Regions from separate parts of the Sus scrofa genome. Here region 1 is linked to region 2. Evidence: chromatin contacts called from public Hi-C data. All regions are on one chromosome and are shown on one strand. Each heading gives the region's core, a stretch centred on a gene start, on an enhancer-like site or on the middle of the called end of the contact. The rest is flanking DNA. Distances are from core to core; before and after follow the strand shown. Region 1 overlaps LIMCH1 (LIM and calponin homology domains-containing protein 1). Region 2 overlaps LIMCH1 (LIM and calponin homology domains-containing protein 1).

Region 1 (7,615 bases), core at 610-3,109, 130 kb after region 2:
CTTTGAAATAGATAAGCCTTGGAAACTTTGAGACAAGAGTTTTTCTTTCCGCTCACCTGCTCAGAGCCCACAGTCCCTCCTACCAAGATAGCCTTACTTGTCTTAGGACAGGGTTGCCAGGGTGGAAGCAGGGCTGGGCATTTCTCATTTCACAGTGGACTATATTCTTTCTAAGTAAAGCAGCGAGCTGTGCCCACTGGGCAACTTCCTCTTCCTAAGACAACTCATCTTTGAATGACTCAGACAAAATAAAAGTGCCAAACCTCCCCAGGAATATCAAACCAGCCAGCCAGGGTCTGCCACTTAAATTTACTTGCTTCACGTAAGTTCAGATGACCGGAACTAGAAACCTCAACATTCCCTTCTGCAAAGGGAATGACTAATCTTACAGGATCGTCATAAAAGTTTTAGTGTATCTGGAATATATTAGCTGTTCAGAGAGTTGTAATTATTGAAAAATAAAGTGGACTATCCTGAAGCTTCGCAGTAGGCTGCCCTTCAGGTTGTTGAAAGGAAAAAGAAAAGTACATTATAAAAGTCATTTAAATATTTTGCTTACTAGACACCTGTGTACACACTCCTACATATCTGCCTTATTCACATTATTCATTACTTCATCACCAATAGTGCCAGCCCAGAATTTGTATCATTATATTTTTTCTCTGAGTCTGCCTTGAAGCTCTGAATTTACAGGATTCCGGCAATTAGCAGAAAATCAGTCCTCATGATCGTTTTTCAAGTGGGCAGGGAGTGGCTTCAAGTGGCCAATGATATGGAAAGATTTCTTCACCACCACCCCCTTTTTAAGTCCACATATCTAAATTGAGATCACTTGAAACCAGTCCTGCCAGGCTGGGCATTTAGCCTAAAAAGAAACACCCCAGGGAGTTTGTAGCCTGGCTGGACTGCCATGATGTAGAAGGCGCTAGATTCTCCCTGCTCAAATTGGCATCACAAATTGGCATGGTCATTTGCATAAATGCATATGTTTTAGTCCATAGAATTCTGCTTGAATTAGGGGAAATTGAAACCCAGGACCCCTGGTCAAAAAATGGAAGGAGTGTTGCTTTAGGACTTAAAGAGTTTCAAGCTCAGGGTTTGCTCCTTTACTGGAATTGGAGCTGGATCAGCTGAGATGAGATAATGAGTTTGAAAGGGCTTTGTAAACTGTAAAGTGCTGTGCAAGCATTGTTAGGTATGATTAGTTAGCATTCCACTGTCATTAATCCTGCCTGAACATCGCTGTCTGTAACCAGGAATGCAAATCACAACCCCATTCTAAGCACAACTCACAGGATCCCTTTATTTAGTAACCAAAATGCTTCTCTTTCTCCTACTTCCATAGTAATGATAATGCCTTATTTTTTGGTATGACGCTCTGCTTTCAAAACTGTTCCCGACCGTGCTCTTTGTTTAATGAATACTGAGTGGTTAGGAACAGGACCTCTGGAGCCAGACTGCCTGGGTTTGAATTTTAACTGCAGCAGTGGCGCTTTGACCTTGGGCAGATTTCTTAACCAAATCAAAGTTTCCACCCTATAAAATGGAATGCTAGGACTGTACTTTCAGGGACCATGTCTATAGTTTGTAAAATGGAGATGCTAATGACAATGACATTGCAAGGCTAGTATTGGCGCCAAACGGATTAAAGCTAGAAGGACTTGCAGCACGTGGCACGCGCTCTGTAACGGTTAGCCACCTTCTTTGTCATCATCAGTGTGCTTGAAATAATGCATTTGCAAAGAGATTCATTTAGTGGCCTATCATTTCCCACTGACCATTCTTTATGGTCACAAACCATCAACAACCAACCAATACCAGTTCGTTCTTGCCAGAAACATTGGCTAAGGAGCCAGGGAGAAGGGTGAGCATGAGTGGAGTGAGTCCAGGAGTGGCCAGGCAAGAGACCAAGAGCCAGGAGTGCAACTCAAAGGGCAGGATTTCATATTTTAAGAAATAAATTTATTCAAGGAGTAAAGGACCATCCTCCACCTCTAAATTCCAGGATTTAAACTTTTATGCAGTTTTCTCTCCATGGTCAGCAAGGAGAAGGAGTTTTCTGGGCATGACTAATGATGGTTTGATTTTCCAAAAGCCAGATGGAGTGAGGGCTTGCTGTCATCCTAAGCTGACAGCAGCACCAGGCCATCTGGTCAACTAAAGTAGACAGCATTTCCTTGATCGTATTACTCTTAGACAGCCTAATTCCTCCTGCCTTCATTTTTGAGATGACTATCCCTGGACCATGAAGAATTTACTCTTAATCCTCTCTCAGAAATTGGATACAAAGTAGGTGAACTTTCTTCAGAAGTCAAGATGTTTTGTTTACTTCTCATCTCGATGAACCGAGAAGATGATTTTTCTAAAGTTTTATTTTCTTTACTATGACTTAGACCAAGGCTGATCTTAGGAGTAGGGGGAAGGAGTTTGTTTGAACACCAGATAGGTGCCATCAGCTGTGTTCCCACCTACTCTACCCCCAACAGAAGTAAGAAACAAAGCATAAAAAGCTGATATTCCACCATTAAATTGCACTTCTCTAAGAATTTCACATCTGGGGCCTCTGAGATTTCTTTGAAAATGAAAATAATCCTAAGTAAACATTTTGGCAAAATTCCTTAACACAACGTATTTAACATCTAGCGTATGGCAAGGAAGAGCTGGGGGCTGGAGAGGCATGTGGTAAAAGATGGAATAAAAAGTTGCTGATGGGAGGGTGCAGGGCAAATGAGCTTTTGTGCCTAGGTTCCAGCCTACAAATGGTCATAAACCGTTCTAGATGTTTCAGATTAGCCCAGCTCTGCAGAAAGACCGTCCTTACTTACATTTTGCCATCTGGTACACATTCTAGGTGTGCTGTCGCATAACTGCATTCCCCCAGATCTGTTTCCTGATGGCGCAAGTTTCTGCCCTGTCAGTCAAAATCAGTTGAGTACCCATTGGGTGCATTACTAATATGCTAAAGAAAAAAATAACAACAAAATGCTTCCTACTTTTCCCAATTTCATGAAAAGAATTTGGATTGTTCCTTTCAGAGCCATTTAGGATCCTGTCTTTCTGATGCTGATGGGGCCCTGTGAATTAAATGAATTTTTTAGTATTGCTAGTCGCTGGCTGAAGTCAAGGTTTTGAAACCCGCCCTAACGATGCTGCCACTCTGGATGTCAATGGCCTAACAGTAAATGGATGTCATCCGGCCTAACAAAACTGAGAAGATCTTTCACTGTCTTTCACTAACAAGACAGCTGTCTGCCTGGAGATGGGGATTTAGAAACTGTTTTGGTCTGATCACATGTGGAGTTCCATTTCATTTTGCTCTATCAGTCAAAAGCAATTAAGTGACGAGAGAGAAGCTGTTCGAGACATTATCCTTCGCAGAGAAAACCCTTTCCTGGTCCACCAAAGTGGCAAAGATCCAGAATCAGAAGACGAAGTTGCATGTCGACTGCCGGATCTGGAGAAAGATGACTTTGCTGCCAGAAGAGCCAGGATGAACCAGACCAAGCCAATGGTGCCACTGAATCAGCTTCTCTATGGTCCTTACCGGAAAAAAGAGCAGAGAAATCAGACGGCAGCAAACAGCTCTCGAAGGGAATCTCAGAAAAGAAAAATCTAGAACATAAAAGGTGTGCACTCTGTGTGTGTGTGAGAGAGAGAGGAGAATTAGGCAAGTGTGATTTGTATCATAACCCCCGTTCCTTTCTTTCCAGCCCTAATTGCATATAATGACTAGTCTTGGTTTATTTTGAGGTGGAACTCCAACTCCAGGTATCCAATCTCCCGGAAGGAAGTGCAGACGGCAGGGGAGTGGCCGTGTCCAAAGTAGAGCTGAATTCACCCCATAAATGCAGAGCTTCGGTGTGCAGATGTGCTGTATTTGGGCACATCACACATACAGGTGCTGGTGTCATAGACTGGCATTACTGGGGTAAATAAACACAGGCCATTGCTGATCAGAGAACAGCCACCTTCAAGGCTGCTTCAGTCCATTCATTGCAGACAGAAATCATAGTTATTCCTTAGGGATGAGCTCTTCTCTCTTTTTAGCACCTTTCAGATGTTAGGAGGGAAAAAAAAAGGAGGCTTTCCATTTCTTCTCTCACTCCACCACAACCACCCAGCCATCTGACAAGAGATTTCTCATCCAAAAAACTTCTCAAATATGGGGTTCCCGTCGAGGCTCAGTGGTTAACAAATCTGACTACGAACCATGAGGTTTCAGGTTCGATCCCTGGCCTTGATCAGTGGGTTAAGGATCCTGCGTTGCCGTGAGCTGTGGTGTAGGTCGCAGATGCGGCTCGGATCCCGTGTTGCTGTGGCTCTGGTGGAGGCTGTCGGCTACAGCTCTGATTAGATCCCTAGCCTGGGAACCTTGATATGCCCCAGGAGCGCCCTAGAAAAGGCAAAAAGACAAAGAAAACAACAAAAAAAAACACCAACTTCTCAAATATATAACACAATTCTATTTGTTCTATCAAAGAAATTATTTTTAAGTGAGTTTCCCTTCTCCCAACTTTTCTCCCATCCTCTTACGTAAGGAAAGGGAAATTAAATGAAATGGGATTTGGCCAGTGATTTTCACCCTAAGAGGGATATGACTGCATTCAATCAGTCAGCCTGCTAACTTTCAGTGTGCAGAGTTCATCATTCTTGTATTTTTCCTTATATTAAAATCAGTTAGGAGATCCCTGGTGGCCTAGGGGTTAAGGACCCGGCTTTGTCACTGCTGTGGCTTGGGTTCCATCCCAGGCCCAGGAACTTCTGCATGCAGTGAGTGCAGCCAAAAAAAAATTAACTTTGAGTTCGTATCTGTATTATTTAATTGCCATGTTTTTGGCTATCACTTAAGAGGTTTGTAAGTATATGGAACTAAGAATATAAATATCTCAACTGCGTTCTATACAATTAAAATGGCCCTTTGGGCAGAGCCACTGAGATCAGTGGAGTAGTTGGTGTTTTTTACAGTTTTTAATTTTTTTTTTTTTTTTTTTTTTTAGTGTAGGAAGTACCAGGTACAAAAGACATGGAAGGTCTCTGGACATTAAACACAAAAGACCTGGCGCATTTTTAAATAGGACACATTATAGCTTCAGGAGGTTTTTGGTCTTTGCAGTTCTGGTTGGCATGCTTGTCTGTAACAGACCATCCTCAGAAGGCCTTGTGGGAGGGATCAGTTGTTGCAAGTGAAACAAAGGCTTCTGGATAACTGACCAGCATCAAGTCATATTGATGGGAATCAGCAACTTGAGTGAGGAAAAGGAGTAGCTTTTGCACCTCCGTTTTTTCCTGTCCCCTCCATGCAATTTTAATTCCTGATATTTCCAGCCCCATTTATCTGTTGTCACCTGACGCTGTGTTTGGGGACACAGCTGTGGGTCTGGAACAGCCCGTGATCTCTCTAGAGCGCATCAAAGAACTGATTTTTAAAACAGAAGAACGCTCCCTCGTGGCTCTTTGCTACACTGTCTCTTGATGCCCTTCCCCAACCTAAAAAGTCAGTGGAAAGTTTTGTAACCTTCATATTTGCATAGGCTCTGTAAAAATACCACATGGCCCAGGTTACAAAAGAATACTTTCTGGTTTTCTGGCATAGAAGATATATTTTGGGAAAAAAAAAATTGAGGAGCACTATTTATATATATTTTTGAGCTTTTTCTGTCTCAAGAAACATATTTAGTTGGAAAATGACTCTGAATGTGACAGAGTGTGCCTTTAGAGGCCACAGCTTCGGTTTAAATGACAGTGTTGTCAACATTAGCCATCTAATGTTCACTTCTTAGGAAAAAAGACTGAAAAGATCAGTTTTAGCATTAGTAACGTTCCCGACACAAGAAACAAGAAGGAATTGCCTCTGTGGATCCAGGTAAAGCAGACAGCCTCTTCAGTTTACACTGGCCACACCTTATCAATGCTCTCACGAGACAGGGGCCGAATCTGAACACTGAAGCTTTCGCTTCAGCCTTGACCTACCCGTACTTTCTGGCAGTGCGAGGGGTTTATAGCTGAAACGTTTAATATGTGAACAATGTCCCAGCCATCTCCACACTAATCCTAGAATTTGGATCATGCAGAGCTCGTTACTAACATTTTACTGCTGCAGTAAAGGACATTCCAGGAGGGCTCCCGGATTCAATCAGAAAACTTGAATTCATTCTAGTAACTTGAATAGTGTGGGAATTGGGCATCGTTGCTGTTAAACCAACATCCCATTACCATTCTTAATAGTCTTCCGCGAGCCCTGGCTTCTCTTCCAAAACCAAACTAGAAACTGTCATCTGGTGGGAACACTGTCTCGTTACAGTGTCAAAAGGGTAGCAGAGACCTGAGGAATCGAGCTTGCAATTGATCCCATGTTTTTGAGAAAGGGGAAGGTGCTTCCCTCATCCTGTTCTGTCCTCCGCCTCTGAGCTTCCGTGCCTGACATGCTGTTTGTCTGCTCCCCTTTCTGGAACCTGATATTTCCGGTGACGCGGGGAAATTGACTGGATCAAATTGACAGAAACCAGGGCCACACTGAAGAGGTGAAGCCAAGGGTGACCTGTATTGTGCGGGCTCAGGAGCATGAACCTGCAGGCGAGGGACTCAGGAAGGTCCCCGATCTTTACAAAGATGACCTGGCCCAGCGGAGGATTCAGGGCAGGCTTGGTCCTCACCGCGAGGCCCCGAGCTTTGTCACCGTGTCCAATATAACAGAAGCCGACCTGGAGACGTGGGAGAGGCTGAAAGTGTCAGGAAAGACGAGGTGTGTCATATTTTCTCCTGGTTTCTCCCTAACAGTGGTCTCATTTAACTTTGAAAGAATCAAATACTTATCCTTCTATTATTTTTAAATTTTTATGGCCAGGAAAAAGTGCCTCTCAAAACACAGGGCATATGCTGCATGAGTGGAAACGTGTTAACACTAAAAGTTACAAGCCACCAGCACAGAAGACACCCTCTTTAATTCCACTGACTTACTGTGAATGCTGAGTTTATAGGCTTGTTTACTGAAAGGAATTTAAACTTGATTTTTAAATAATTTGAATTACTCCGTTGTACCTAAGGCTTTCTTATACCATCATTTACGATGTTGCAAGTGATATTTCGAAAGCACTGTTTACCCAGGCAAGACAAGGATCGTGTCTTCATTTGATTGATTAATGGAAAAGTGATTCCACTTTTGCCATCGAAGTATTTTTCATACATCCAGTATTTTTGAAAAACTTCAATGGGAGTTCCCATTGTGGCTCAGTGGTAACAAATCCGACTAGTATCCAAGAGGATGCGGGTTTGAGCCCTGGCCCAGCTCAGTGGGGTAAGGATCCAGCATTGCCATGGGCTATGGTGTAGGTTGCAGATCCCGAGTTGCTGTGGCTGTGGTGTGTATAGGCTAGCAGCTGCAGCTCCAGTTTGATCCCTAGGCATGGGAACTTCCATGTGCCACAGGTGCTGCCCTAAAAAAAAAGAAAGAAAGCAAGAAAAGAAAAAACAAAACTCTTCAGTGATTAGTACTCACTTTGAAACCTTTGGCACTTATTTCTGGTTCTGACCAGGGATGGCGATGTTGAGCACACGTGTGCTCCTGAGCCTTCACCAGAAATTAAAGCGGAAACTGCCATCCGTGATGACTTTGCCA
Region 2 (7,448 bases), core at 2,770-5,269:
GTAGATAGGACAAAACCCAAGACAAATGAATTGTTGTCTGACTCCTCTAACCACAGAGGATTAGACCCACTGGTGTATTTGAAGGAGTCTGAGGACCAGGGTCACGTCTGGGCTTCTCCGTGGGACTCCATCTGGCAGCCCCAACACAGTTTGTAAAAGTGGGACCAACTGCACTGATGGCCTGAGGCGAGGAAAGCCAGGAGCACAAGCCGCTGCTGGAGCCTTGGAGAGAAGCTGGATCTGCAGCCAGACAAACCAGATGCAAAGGTCTAAGTCCAGGGCCGCAGAGCAATGACCGACAAAAGTGTGACCCAGGAGCAGTTCGCACTGCCTGTCAGGATGGATGGAGAAACTCTCCCTCTCTTTTCGGGTCGGGGCGGGGCACACCTAGGATTGGGGCTGCCACGCACTGAGATTAGCAAGTGTATTTTCTGAGACTCATATCCAGAGAACATTCTGGCAAGGAAGGGGTCTCGCACTGTTCTAGGCATGGGTTTGGTTGAGGGCAGGGCCCAAAAGGCAGGAAAGTCAGTTTAGAGACTCAGGCAAGTGAGGCTTCTCAGATAGCAGATCCATGCTGGTTTCAAATGCCTGTCTTTGGAGAGCAGATGCGGATGCCCAAGACCGCATCACCGTCAAGGCCCAGAGAGAGTTTTGTGGATGCTGGTGATTAGAAGTTCTAACTCACGACTGCCACCCATCTAGCAATACTTAAAAACATCAGAACTCTCTATAATTTCAAATTTTGAAAACTGGCAGTTGAGCTCTTCTGGTTGGACTGGCTTTAAATGTTGGTTGCAGCAGCAAAGAGAAACCATGCATGCTCTTTGTTCAATAAAGGTTTCCTGAGTTATTTATGGGCGTGGGAAAAAAAAAATACAGGAAAACCTCATAGTTCTTCTCAAATAGAAGGGCACCTTCTAGGCCTGGTTTTCCTCTTATCAGCCTGGTTCTGAGCTTACCTGTGGCCTAGGAGGCCTATTATATACCCATTTTACAGAGCAAACAACTGAGGCACAGAGGATTCAATAACTTGGCTAAGGTTATACCAGATAAGAAAGATTTCAGTTCAGAAGTCCGATTGCTTTTGCTCTTAGTCATTGTCCTATGTCTGGAGTTGGGATTTTAATGAGAGAGAAAAGCAAGAGTTTGGGGGTCGGTAGAGGGATGGAGTGGGTGCTAGAAAACCCAGAGTGTTGAGAAGGGCAGTACAGAAGATAACCACGGGGTCTCCCCTGGACAGAGCAAGAAGAAGGGCTGAGCCAGGTTGGTGGTCTTGGAAAAATGTAAGCATCAAGGGTCTGGTGGTCCCTCTTAAGATAAGATGGCAAGTCCAGTGCAAGTGAGCTCATGAGCTGAGGGGGTAGGAGGCTATGGTCAGTGGAAAACATAAGGGTCTAGTTTTCGTAGGTAAGAGCCGTCAAAACTTGATGGAGACAAACGAGGTTGGTGGACTTGTAGTAAAGACAGCAGAGATGGGAGAGAGAAAAGACTGGCACCGACAGACAGCATATAAGGTGGAAATTAAGGGAGTTCCTGTTGTGGCTCAGTGGATCAAGAACCTGACTAGTATCCATGAGGATGTGGGTTCGCTGAGTGGATTAAGGATCCAGCGTTGTCGCAAGATGCGGTGTAAGGTGTAGATGGGCTCTGATCTGGCATTGCTCTGGCTGTGGTGTAGGCTGGTGACTGTAGCTCTGATTGGACCAAACCCTGGCCTGGGTATTTCCATATGCCTTGGGGTGGCCCAAAAAGATCAAAAAAAAAAAAAATTGACTAGAATCACCTGGGGAACTCTTTCACTTTGCCTATGAAATGCTCTTTCATTTTGCTGGTGCCCTTGCTTTTGCACCCCTGTATACAGCAATACTTATGCAAACATGCATAACTTACAATAACAGCAAGAAGAAAATAGAGTGCATGTGCCAAATAGAATTACAGGAGATGTGTTTTTGCTATATAGCCAACTCTCTCTTCCTCTTGTTTTTGCCGAATCTGTGTAGCTGACGTTTAGGAGGTTAAAATGCACGCATGACCTAAGCTCTCTGCTGAGCATTAAATAAAGGTCTGGGGTCAAAGTGTAACAAAGCTGCAACAAGTGTGACACGTGTCATGCTGTTAGAAACGTTAAGTGACTAGTGTGTTGTGTACTTGGCGACTTAAGAGTTTAAAAGGAAGGCTGCAAAGACCCTTCCCCAGGGAAGTTGCTCCCAGCGTGGAGCCCCTGATGCCTGCCATCTATGTCCCCGCACCCAGATCAGATAGACTTGTGAAATAATTCCTGAAAGGAAGGATTCTGACCTGTTTTCCTGGCTAAGACTTTATTACATAGATAGAGCTCTATGGAATTCCATCTCTATCAGGAGTTGACACATCCTGGCCCTTGGCTTATTTTTGTGCAGGTCCTCCTTCTTGTGAAGAATGGTTTTAATTTATTTTTATTTTTATTTATTTTCTTCCCTTTTTAGGGCGGCATATGGAAGTTCCCAGTCTAGGGATCAAAGTGGAGCTACCGTAACCTGCCTACACCACAGCTACAGGAATGCCAGATCCGAGCCACATCTGTGACCTACATTGCAACACCAGATCCTTAACCCACTGAGCAAGGCTAGGAATCGAACCCACATACTCATGGATACGAGTTGTGTTCATAATCCGCTGAGCCACAATGAGAACTCCCAAAGAATGGTTTTTACATTTTTAAAGAGTTGTCACAAAAACCAAAACAAATTAAGACAAGAGTTTGTATGGGGCTCGCAGAGCCTAAAATCTTTACTACCTGGTCCTTTTTAGAAAAAATTTGCCAGCTCATTAGGACTACGGGTTTAATTTTTGTTGTAAATTGTTTGCCTGCATGAAGTCAAGTAGTTGCGTTTGGGCAGTGCAAAGTGCTCTTTGGGTAAATCAAATACCCTTTCAAAAAAGGTTTTCTCAGGAGTTTTTTTTTAACAAGCCCCACCCCCTCCTTTTTTATTTTGAAAAAAATTTATGTGTATAGAAAAGCGATAAGAATAATGTAATGATTTTTATCCATATACCCTATAGCTCTATGCAAATAGTCCAGGAAAGAGAGGTACATATAGAAAGAGAGAAAGCTAGTATAGCAAACTGGTAATGATATTTGTATCTGGTTGTAGGATATATGCTCTACCTTCTTCTCGGTGGTTTGGTTTCTCATCTTCACCCCCACCCTTTTCTTTCTTTCTAGTTTTTGTCCAAATGTATATGTTTAACAAAAGCCAGTTTAAGTCCTTCTATGGAGAGCATAGTGGAAAGTGAATGGATTTGGGAACTCCTAGCTTGCGTCCTGTGACGTTTATGGGTAGAGCAAAAACAGATCACGGGATTTCCTATGCTTCGACCTAGTGGACAGTCCAGATCCTAGGTTCACTTCCGGTGTGTCCTCAAGCAAATTACTCCACCTCCTTGAGCCCCAGTTGCCTCCAGTGTGAATGTCGAATGTCGTCGTGCCTAATTCATTGGGTCGTACAGAGGAGTAAATTAACTGATAATGTGTTTAAAACTCTTGAGTGTTTGGAACACAAGAGGCACTTATGTGTTCACTTTCTCCTTCTGTCCATGAAATGGGGACGATTCCTCCGTGTAAGTTCCCTGAGGCAGGCCAGGGAGAGAAGATGTAAAGTATTCAGCAGTGTCTGGCACTAGGTTGGGACTCCGGATCTCTCGCTCTTTTTATTCTTATTGTTGGAAATAATCCCAACGTCAATTATAAGAATGACACAGTCCATGCAACTCTGGACAGTCCATGCAACTCTGGGTCGCTGTACACCCATCAGCTCTCTCACCAGGTTGCCAGCAAGCCACAGGATGAACCAGTTGGGAGTTTACTTTCCAGCTTCTCTGGCTCGGCCTGTGATCAAAAGCTGGGCAAGAACATTTGGGTCCCTTACAAACTTGATCATCTGTGAATAATGAACTTTGGCTGGCAGAGCTCAAGGCCTAGAGCGATTGTTTTGAAAACAGTGGCCTTGACCTCTGGGGTGACGTCATTTCCTCCTGCTCCCTCCAGTCTGTTGTGATTTCTTTCACTGGGAAGCTGTTCCAAAACCCTCCAGGCAGAGTTAGTGGGTCTCTCTGCGGCAGCTAAATACCTGGACCCCCTCTGTGCTAGTGCTTATCACCTTGTCCCACAACTGCCTCCTGTACCAGATCGAAAGCTTCCTAAAGACCTCTTCTATTTATCTTTGGATTTGCCCCATTGGACACGGGTCTGGTGCATAATACAGCTGTTACAAAGAGTTGTTGGATAAACTGAGACCATTAGTAAGAGTTCTGCCCAGGCAATCTAATCACCAGTGACCTTAACTTTCTCCCAGTCTTTGCTGTCATCATCAATATTACCCTCTAGCTTTCTACCTTCTCCCCTTCTCTCCTTTCCTTCCTTTGACTCCCATCTCACTCCCCCCCACCCCACCCCCACACACATACAATTTTACATGAAGAATGATCCCATTCCTGAAGACTGGGAGTTCAGAGGATGGAAGTATTTCTTTCTTCACATGTAAGATCCTCCGTTCTAGCTCTATCTTCTTAGGGGTCGCAGAGGCAAACGTCTGGGTTTTCTTCTGCAAACACATTTTAGTGGAATGCAAAGTCCAAGTATGTTGGTCTGCAAATGAGTGACCAATAAAGAATGTCTTAGTGGATTTTTGTCCCGGTTCTTATGTTGCTGAAATAATTTTCTGAAGATAAGAAATCTGTTGGCAAACACTTGCTTATATCATCGCTGATGAATGAGCTGCTTATTCTAAGGAGGAGGGCTTGTCTTAGATTCTTGTCCTGATTTCGACATAAGATGTGGTGTGCCATGGACATGCGCCCTTCTTCCCGGACGGGTTGGGAGTTGATGGCATAGCTTTCCTTGGAGACTTTTTGTCCTTTGGAGGACTTATTGGATATCAACTATGTCCTGCACGGCCCTACATCAGGCACTGAAGGGCATAAAAAGGGAATGGAAGGCTTGATCCTTGATCTTCGAGAGATTTATAATGTGCTTGAGGACTAAACATACAGACAAAGCAGTTGTTACAGTGAAAACCAGTGTATGAGTCAATGAAGAAGTGACCTAAGTTGAATTCCTAAGCTTTGATAAGAAGTTAAATAAGGGGAGATTGTTGTAGTTTTTTTTCCAGGGTTTATGTAGTTTTATTTTTATTATTTTTGTTAAAGATTTTTATATTTTCTATTATAGCTGATTTACAATATTCTGTCAATTTTTGCTATACAGCAAAGTGACCCAGTCATACATATATAGATACCCACACACACACACACACACACACACATTCTTTTTCTCACATTATCCTCCAAAGATTGTTGCAGTTTTGGAAACAGTTATTGGAGAGCTGTTACACCAAGTGAATTTTAGTTAAGATGAGAGTAGGCTGAGGGAAAGAGAAGGGACAAAAGCAGAGTGAAGTTTGGGGACAGGAATGAGGATGCTTTGTTTGGCAAACATAGAGGAGATCTGCCGGGTGGGGGGGAGAGAGACATCTTTTTCTTCATCCAACTAGCCTTTTTAAGAAGCTGCTTCCAGGTGTGGCAAGTTCCTATAAAGATGAGTAAACTATGGGAGTTCCCGTCGTGGCTCAGTGGTTAACGAATCCGACTAGGAACCATGAGGTTGCGGGTCCAGTCCCTGGCCTTGCTCAGTGGGTTAAGGATCTGGCACTCCCGTGAGCTGTGGTGTAGGTTGCAGACGCGGCTCGGATCCTGCGTTGCTGTTGCTGTGGCTGTGGTGTAGGCCGGCGGCTACAGCTCCGATTGGATCCCTAGCCTGGGAACCTCCATTTGCCGCGGGTGCAGCCCAAGAAATGACAAAAAGACAAAAAAAAAAAAAAAAAAAAAAAAAAAAAAAGTAAACTCTGCCGTAGTGTCATGTAATAGGGGTGCCCTAATTGGATCCGGGATCTAAATCCTGAGCCTATGTGAGATACTAACTTCGTGTTCCCTTGAGGAAGTGGCCTTTAGGTGGAGACCTGAACAAAGAGCAGAAATTAGCCAGGAAAGAAGAAAGAGAGATACACATAGGGAGGAAAACATGTTCTAGCTGAGAAAATAACGCATTTGAACTCCTTGAGGTGTTAGAGGAGTTGCAAGAAGGCTTACTTGGTGAAAATGTCGCAAACAGGGAGGATGATGATACGAGATGAGGGTAGATGGAGAAGAAAAGTCGGCAGGTCCAATTGCCCAGGGCCTTATACATCATAGGAGGAAATTTGGGGTGTTTTCTCCAGAGCAATGGAAATGAGGAGGATATAAAAGGGATCCACAGAACTTGCTAGGGTATAGGGATAGATGAATGAAAGGAAAGACTCAAAAAATCCCTTGAACATTTCAGTTGCTAATGCCAGGCAGGGTGGACCCTTGGTGTGAGCTGGAAGGGATCCTCTGTTTGATGGGAGAGGTTATGCTTTCAGTTTGGATAGACTGAGTTTGCGATACCCAGGCAGAGAATCTCAGAGGCTGTTGGGGACAAGGGCAGAACTTAGGGGTGAGACAGTGGATTTAACTTATTCAAATTGGGAGTGCCAGCCATTGTTGGATATCAGGGTGAAGCTATGATATATGGCAGCCTCTCTGAGGGAAAGATCACATCAAGAAAGAGCAGCACAGCACTGTAAACCAACTGAACTTTAATAGAAAATAAATTAAAAAGAAAGAAAGAAAGAAAGAGCTGCAGAACAAAGTCCCAGTTTGAAGAATTCTCCTCCCTGGTCAGGGATGAGAAAAAGAGAAGCCCACGAAAAGGCTATTACAGTGACGAGACCCAGAGAGCATGTTGCCGTGGAAACCAAGAACGCTAGGAAGGCTTTTCAGGAGCTGGAGGTCACCTGTAGCTCTTGGTCCCAGCAGATATCGAGGAACAAGGCCTCTGAAAAGGCCCATCTCTCTGGTGGAGAGAGGCACTGGAGGCCTTTGTCAGTTAATCGTCATCTCTGGGAACTACCAGTCAACTGATCTTGATCCCACTTAACAGGCTTGGCTTGGGCTCATGCTTTTGCATCATTTCATATCACTTAGAGACCTTCTCTAATGGGAACTACACATGCAATATTTTCCTCCACTATTGATAGGGAGATGAGATTAGTTTGACCTAATGGCTTATTAGAGGAGTGACCATAAATCAAACCAGATGCTCTGAGGAGTGAAAGAGGGTGTTAACCAGCTGAGATGCTGGAACAACAAATGAAACGATTGTCCTCGGCTGACTGTGTATGTATGTATGTATGTATGGGTATATGCATGTGTGTGTACACGTATGTGTGTGCACCCATGGTCACCGCAGTGGTTGGCTATTCCAGATGGGTGTTTCTCATCACGATTACTTTGCTCGGCACTCAAAGGCCCTTCTCTTATCATAGCCTCTCAGTAACTGTGGTGGGTGAACAACCTGGATCTGATCTCCCCACCCTCTTTGTCGAGGG

What was found. A called contact is a pair of places that touch in the nucleus more often than the background predicts.
Region 1: a Hi-C map of liver shows a contact between it and region 2, with 5 times the contacts expected there. The contact joins two enhancer-like sites. A contact is called at or near these places in 4 of 47 Hi-C or Micro-C datasets (epiblast stem cells and liver) and 1 of 2 datasets of contacts at active chromatin or transcription factors (skeletal muscle).

What each region holds. Positions count from the first base shown.
Region 1 is chr8:32,712,847-32,720,461 of Sscrofa11.1, forward strand. LIMCH1 (LIM and calponin homology domains-containing protein 1) reads left to right here. Exons shown (of 35, transcript XM_021101157.1): 10 at 3,325-3,551; 11 at 3,554-3,626; 12 at 6,500-6,742; 13 at 7,533-7,615. Among named protein-coding and RNA genes, the nearest start is that of PHOX2B, 130 kb to the right of the region's middle. Within about 2 kb of position 1,860, at least 8 of the 83 cell types and tissues checked have an H3K27ac peak or open chromatin away from gene starts, as enhancers often do. A contact at or near this core is called in liver, where this site is marked.
Region 2 is chr8:32,575,917-32,583,364 of Sscrofa11.1, forward strand. The region is part of intron 2 of LIMCH1 (LIM and calponin homology domains-containing protein 1); the gene reads left to right. Among named protein-coding and RNA genes, the nearest start is that of LIMCH1, 150 kb to the left of the region's middle. Within about 2 kb of position 4,020, at least 14 of the 83 cell types and tissues checked have an H3K27ac peak or open chromatin away from gene starts, as enhancers often do. A contact at or near this core is called in liver, where this site is marked.